Regions from separate parts of the Sus scrofa genome. Here region 1 is linked to region 2. Evidence: chromatin contacts called from public Hi-C data. All regions are on one chromosome and are shown on one strand. The core of a region is the stretch at or near the end of the contact, and the rest is flanking DNA. Distances in the headings are between cores, read along the strand shown. Region 1 overlaps FOXP1 (forkhead box protein P1). Region 2 overlaps FOXP1 (forkhead box protein P1).

What was found. A called contact is a pair of places that touch in the nucleus more often than the background predicts.
Region 1: a contact with region 2 is called in a Hi-C map of liver, with 10 times the contacts expected there. The contact joins two enhancer-like sites. A contact is called at or near these places in 4 of 47 Hi-C or Micro-C datasets (liver and skeletal muscle).

What each region holds. Positions count from the first base shown.
Region 1 is chr13:52,881,328-52,884,252 of Sscrofa11.1, forward strand. All of the region lies in intron 2 of FOXP1 (forkhead box protein P1), which reads right to left. Among named protein-coding and RNA genes, the nearest start is that of FOXP1, 92 kb to the right of the region's middle. Within about 2 kb of position 1,499, at least 3 of the 83 cell types and tissues checked have an H3K27ac peak or open chromatin away from gene starts, as enhancers often do. A contact at or near this core is called in liver and skeletal muscle, where this site is marked.
Region 2 is chr13:52,602,720-52,605,603 of Sscrofa11.1, forward strand. The region is part of intron 5 of FOXP1 (forkhead box protein P1); the gene reads right to left. Among named protein-coding and RNA genes, the nearest start is that of FOXP1, 370 kb to the right of the region's middle. Within about 2 kb of position 1,447, at least 15 of the 83 cell types and tissues checked have an H3K27ac peak or open chromatin away from gene starts, as enhancers often do. A contact at or near this core is called in liver and skeletal muscle, where this site is marked.

The DNA.
Region 1 (2,925 bases), core at 249-2,748, 280 kb after region 2:
TACTATACTATTGTTTTACACATATTTATAGTACATATACTATATCTGCAACATATGTATATAATACACATCTATATGTACATACATAATACCATAAAATCAAGCTCTAGAACTCTAACCAAAACTCTGACCTCTAAAATTGAAAAACATAGCAACTGAAATTTAAAAGAAAAAAAAACAAAAACAGAAGACAGTATCCAAATAAATATCCAGAACACAACCCAGAGGCAAAAACTGTCTACCTAGATTGGTATGCCCAGAAAAATTACCTTTCAAAAATGACAGTGAAATAAAGACCTTTTCAGACAAACAGAAATTTATCACCTTTCGGAAGTTACCTTGTGGTGCAGCAAGTTAAGATCTGGCATTGCTGCAACAGTGGTATAGGCTGCAGCTGCAGCTGGGTTCAATCCCTGGCCCTGGGGGAACTTCCATAGGCCAGGCCATGGGCAGAGCCAAAAAAAAATTTTATCACTCTTCTCCAAGGATATTCAGAAAAGATGCATTTGGGGCCCAAAGAAAAAGATTTCATGAAGAAGGTCCCCTGATTTAAGAAGAAAGGGGGGCCAAAGTAATGGAGAACTTGTGAGTAAATGAAAAGTAAATGCCTTAAAATGACATGCAGGTCTCAAAAAAAAGTTGGATAACACTGTCACTTGCTCCCCACCCAGGCCCACTTGTTCACACTGGCTCTCTGTCACCAAGGCTGACTGCAAACCTGCTCTGCAATGAAGGTACCGGGTTGAAATGCAGATTCCTGCCCCCAGAGTCCAGAGATTCTCAGTCTGGTCCCCGGAATCTGCATTTCTACCAGATACCCCAAGGATCGCTGATGAAGATGCATCCTTGCCTCTGAAGAGGCTGCACCACTTCAGGCCAGGAATCCAGGGAGCCCCAGGGGCTCAGCCTGGGAGGTCATGGCTGAAGGTCCAGCTGGCCTTTGTTCTCTTCCACTTCACTAGAGCCCCAGAGAGCACCTGGGCCCAGGGGGTCAGCAGCAACTCTGCCTTAACCCTGCCAGTAAGGAGCTGCAATAAATTAAAAGCCCATTAAGATATTTTAGAGAAAAGCCTAGAAGTGCTGAACCATTAATTGTGCCATATTCAATCTGCTTTTCTGGAGATTTGAAAAGCCAGATTACCATCTTGGGGGTCATTAGAAAGAATGAAGCTTTCTCCGTTTTCAATTTACATATTTAAAAATGCATAGATCCTTCCAGTGGCTACTACACAGGGCTTTCCAAGACCAGAGGCCACTTTGTGGTCTAACCATGGAGACAGAAGCCCGGGGGGTCATGGGACCAATAAGAAACCAAAGCTCAGGGACCATGGTTGCAAAACAACTCCAGGAAAACAGGTAGAGGCAGCCACAAAACAACAGTGATGTTTTTTTGTTTTGTTCTCCCCTGTTTATTTTTCCCTGAAGCAATCCTTGCTCGGTACAAAAGTCTGCAGGGAGCTGGAAAGAGCAGCTGTGGTTCCCTGAGGCCAAGACCTAGCAATCAAGTTGTTTACCAAACACTGCCAGGCACCGGGAAAACAACAACAGCACAGGCAGTATTTGCATCTGTTTTTCAAAAACAACCTCCAAAGTCTGAGGCCTGTCGGGTACTTCCCTGCATGGTTGAGAGGAGCACTTGGAAATTAAAGGCATGAACTGCCTTGGGGATAAGCCCCCATGGCCTACATGTAATCCATTATTCCATTTCTTTTGAAGAGTGCCTAGTCTAAAAATAAAAAGGATTGGCAGTCTGCAGAGCTGCCAAGCAGCGGACTGATACAGACAACATGCTCATCACTGGCAGTTCCAAGCAAGACAACAGTGGCCATCTTTGCAAAGTGACATACTTTGCTGACCATCCAATGCCTCAAGACAGCCAGCAGTGGTTCTCAATTTTGACCAAGCACCAGATTCTCCTCTGGGAGGGCTAATAAAATACAGATTCCTGGGCCCCTCTCTCCCTCTGAATGTCTAATTCGGTAGGTTCAGGGTGGGGCCAGAAAATCTTCAGCAAGTCCTCACGTGATGCTGGTGCTACTGGCCCAGGCACCACGTTTTGGAAAGCACTGCTCCCTAGCCACCCTAAAGATCTGGGAAGTCCGTTCCCACCCACACCTGTCCCAGGGATCATCTGAGCGAGTATGGCAGGGTCATACCCAAAGGAGTTCACAGAACAAAATGCACTGCACGGTTTTCCACGTGCTCCTCCAGATGCTCCATCTGCCGTATTGCCTCAACCTCCCACCTTGCCGTGTCCTGGGAGGGAGCCCTGTGGGGATGCATCAATGGGTACCCTTGTCCTCTAACTTCCAGCTGGCACAGCAACTGGAGGTCTCATCTCAGAAGGACAGAGAAGATGGGGCATTTAGCAACCAGGCTCTCTCCCCACCCAGGCACTGGAAGTTGACTCCGAAAGATCACAGCTCCTGCCAGGCAGCCCTTCCCATGCAGCTGTTCTCCCCCAGCTTTCCCGATGAGCCCTCCCCATGTTCTCTCAGACCCACAAGAGGTACAAGCCACCTATTTCCTGCAAGGACTCTGACACAAAACTCAAACTGAATGTCTTCTCCTCTGGCTCTCCCTAGGTTTTAGAATGCTATACCTGGAATCCTATGTACCCACATAATGTAAGTATACGTGTTCATACACACTCATATACACATGTATGTATATAAGAATATATATACAATACATATATCATTATAAATTTTTTAATGTAGCTCAATCAGATAGGCCAGGAGACCTGGGAGCCCATGGCCAAGGCCATCTCATGGGGTTTGCAACCCATGTTCCTTCAGGTCCCTGTGCCCCAGGAAGAGTAGGCCCCCTCTGCCTAATCGGTTACACAACCTGATAGGAAGGGGAGCATGTGTGAGCGCTTCAATCCTTCTCTAATTTACCAACTTAGTTTCCTTTGTTGCAAAG
Region 2 (2,884 bases), core at 197-2,696:
GCTTCAACTACTATAGGTTGGATCTAGCAACAGATTGAAAAGACTGTAATATTTTCATGCTTGAATAACCACACATTCATTTCCTGGGCTCATCTTCTCTTATCAATGAAATATATGGGTCAAACACTGATTCCAATCTTAAATATTTTCATCTAGAAGGAAAACGCTAATGTTTCTTTCTCCCCGAGTTTCTTGTTCCAAGATACACTTTAGCATTCTAGAGCCACAAACAGATCTGTAGCATTTCCAACCACGCTGCAAAAATCCAACTAAACTAGGTGATGATTCTGCCCTTAAAAAAGATTATATATAATATCCTAATCAGTTGATGTTACATAGAAGGACTCAAGAGTTCATGTTGTGAGCTTATCAAAGAAATCCTGGTTTTCCAAGCCAATAATGAATAAGTTCAATGTGTCCACTAACAAAGTGTTACAAAGAAGGGTTTTTTCTCCAAAAATGTGTTTTCTTGTGTCCTAACATATAGAACAGCATGCTGTTTATCCTAAGAACGTTATCAAACTTTATCATAGATTCTATATTTAGGAATACCATTTGCAATCAAAACATTTCTTTGAATCTATTTTACAGATACTTTAACATCATTAAACTACTTAAATTTGATACAGGTGAAGAACATTTCTCTATTACTTAAAATGTAATAAGCAAAAACATACCGAACGACAGTTTGGTAATTTATCTCTGTCTTACATTCACAATCAGTTAATTAATTTTTTAAAAATTTAGCATTGTGTCATTGCCAAGTATAGCACAACACTGCTGGATACCAAAGCAAAATGTGAAACTAGGAAAATGAAATTAGAAAAAAAACTAAGGCTATATACCTCGGAGGATTCTGGCAATTACACTAGTAAGTATCAGATTACTGGAATTCCCATCTCTGTCTAAAAAGTATAACCAAAATTTTACTGGTCTTCCCAGCTCCTCTCCCCCCACCCTCATTTCCATTAAAAACTTCCTAACCTTCTCTAGCTGCTCCTGATTCCACCTTCTGCTTCAAAAATCTAGCCTTTCTTCTGCAACTGCCAAGGCACAAAATAGCAGAGGGTTTTCTTGTGTGTTTTGGTTGTGTTGTGCTATAGTTTGTTTCCTAAGTGCCTCTCTGCTGACTCTCTCCTTTCCCCAAACCAACACAGCCCCTCAGGCCTCCACAGTGTCTGGAGACGAAAATTCTACGGAGGGTTCCGTGCCTGAGGAGGAGAGAATTCCTCAGGCTTGAGGACTTGTTAGCACCTTATAGACACAGGGAACGGACATTGAGATGAATCCCTTTTCTGCCCTAGAAAGCCTGTGGGGATTAAACTGTTCCACTGCCCCAGAGAAAGAAAGCCAGCCTTGCTAAACCCTGAATGATGATGCAAGTCTGGCTGCTGGAACAACTAACACAGACTCTTCCTCAAATGCCTTGGGAACGGAACGTTCTCAAATTCCATGCTCACTGCTCTTCGCATGCGGCCGAGATGGCTAGGACACAGAGCAGGGCCTTATCCCATGTCCCAGCAAAACTACAGAGAGAAAAAAATGAAATCAAAGAATCCTGCTCTATCCCCCCATCCCTGTTCCCCATCTTCACTGAAAAATGCTGGTTACCCACTCTCCACACTTCTGGTTTCTTCCAGGAGTTCTCCTGACCTTTATGTTTATTTTCTATCCCTGGAGCCTGAAATGAACCAAATGACTGGTAAGGGGTTTTAGTTTACAATTCTAAATGATAATCCAAAGAGTGGCAGCCATTTCCCTGGTAAAGGCCAATAGCTGAGCCCTGGAGTTTTCTAAGCCTCGCATAACCATTACCCAAATGGAGGCCCTTTTTAACTGCAAGGTGATTCTATGGGTTCCTCCCCATGACTGGGAGATATAACATGCCTTTTTCCTCTATCCCAGTTGTGGTGAGGAACTTGCCCTAATCCACCTTTAGTTCTACCTGCACGTGTCTGTTTTACTTATTTTGTTCCCCGCAGAACCTAAATGTTTGAAGCTTTCTTTACTAAAAAATTAATTAAAATAAATGAAAGAGGCCAATATTCCACATAGGACCTGCTGTACAGCACAGGGGAACTCTACCCAATAATCTGTGATAATTTATGTGGGAAAAGACTCTGAAAGTGAATGAATGTGGGTATATGCATAACTGAATCACTGTGTTGTATAGAAGAAATTACCATAACATTAAAAATCAACTATACCTCAATAAAACTTTAAAAATTGAAAAAAAAAATACATCAAAGAGGAAGATAGAGGGCACTGACTGAATTTTTTATACAACCTGTTTGATAAACTATTTTCAAAAATAAAGAGTCTCCAGGAAACTCTGGGAAGACCCAAGATTGGGTCTTAGAAATCCTGAGATTCTTAGAGCGATCATGCTACCATAGTGACCACTTGAGCCAGTTTCCAAACCTCAAGCATTTACTTCTACCTTCATTATTTTTGCCATCTTCATCTACATCTCCCATGTTATTCTTACAAATTACTTACTTTTGGCCAACATAAATCTATTTCAGAGAAAACTTTATAATACTGCCTCAAATGGAAAACCGGTGTGCTTCCCTTTAGAGAGAAAGACTTTCTAATTAAGGTAATACAACCCAACGAATGTAATCAAATTCTAGCTAGATCCTGGTGTCCACAGAGGCTCTGGGTGGAAGCCATGTTCTTGCTTTGTTAAATAATGAACTTACAATGGGGAAAGAGAGATTAAAGACACACTCGCACCAAATGGAGACTTTCTTCTTGACTGTATCAGAAGGATCAAAACAGACTGAAAATGGAATTGCTGCAACATCAACTCACAATAATGGGAACCGGTGAATGATTTATGAGCCATCTAAAAATCCTCTTCCAACACACCAGTGAGTGGTCC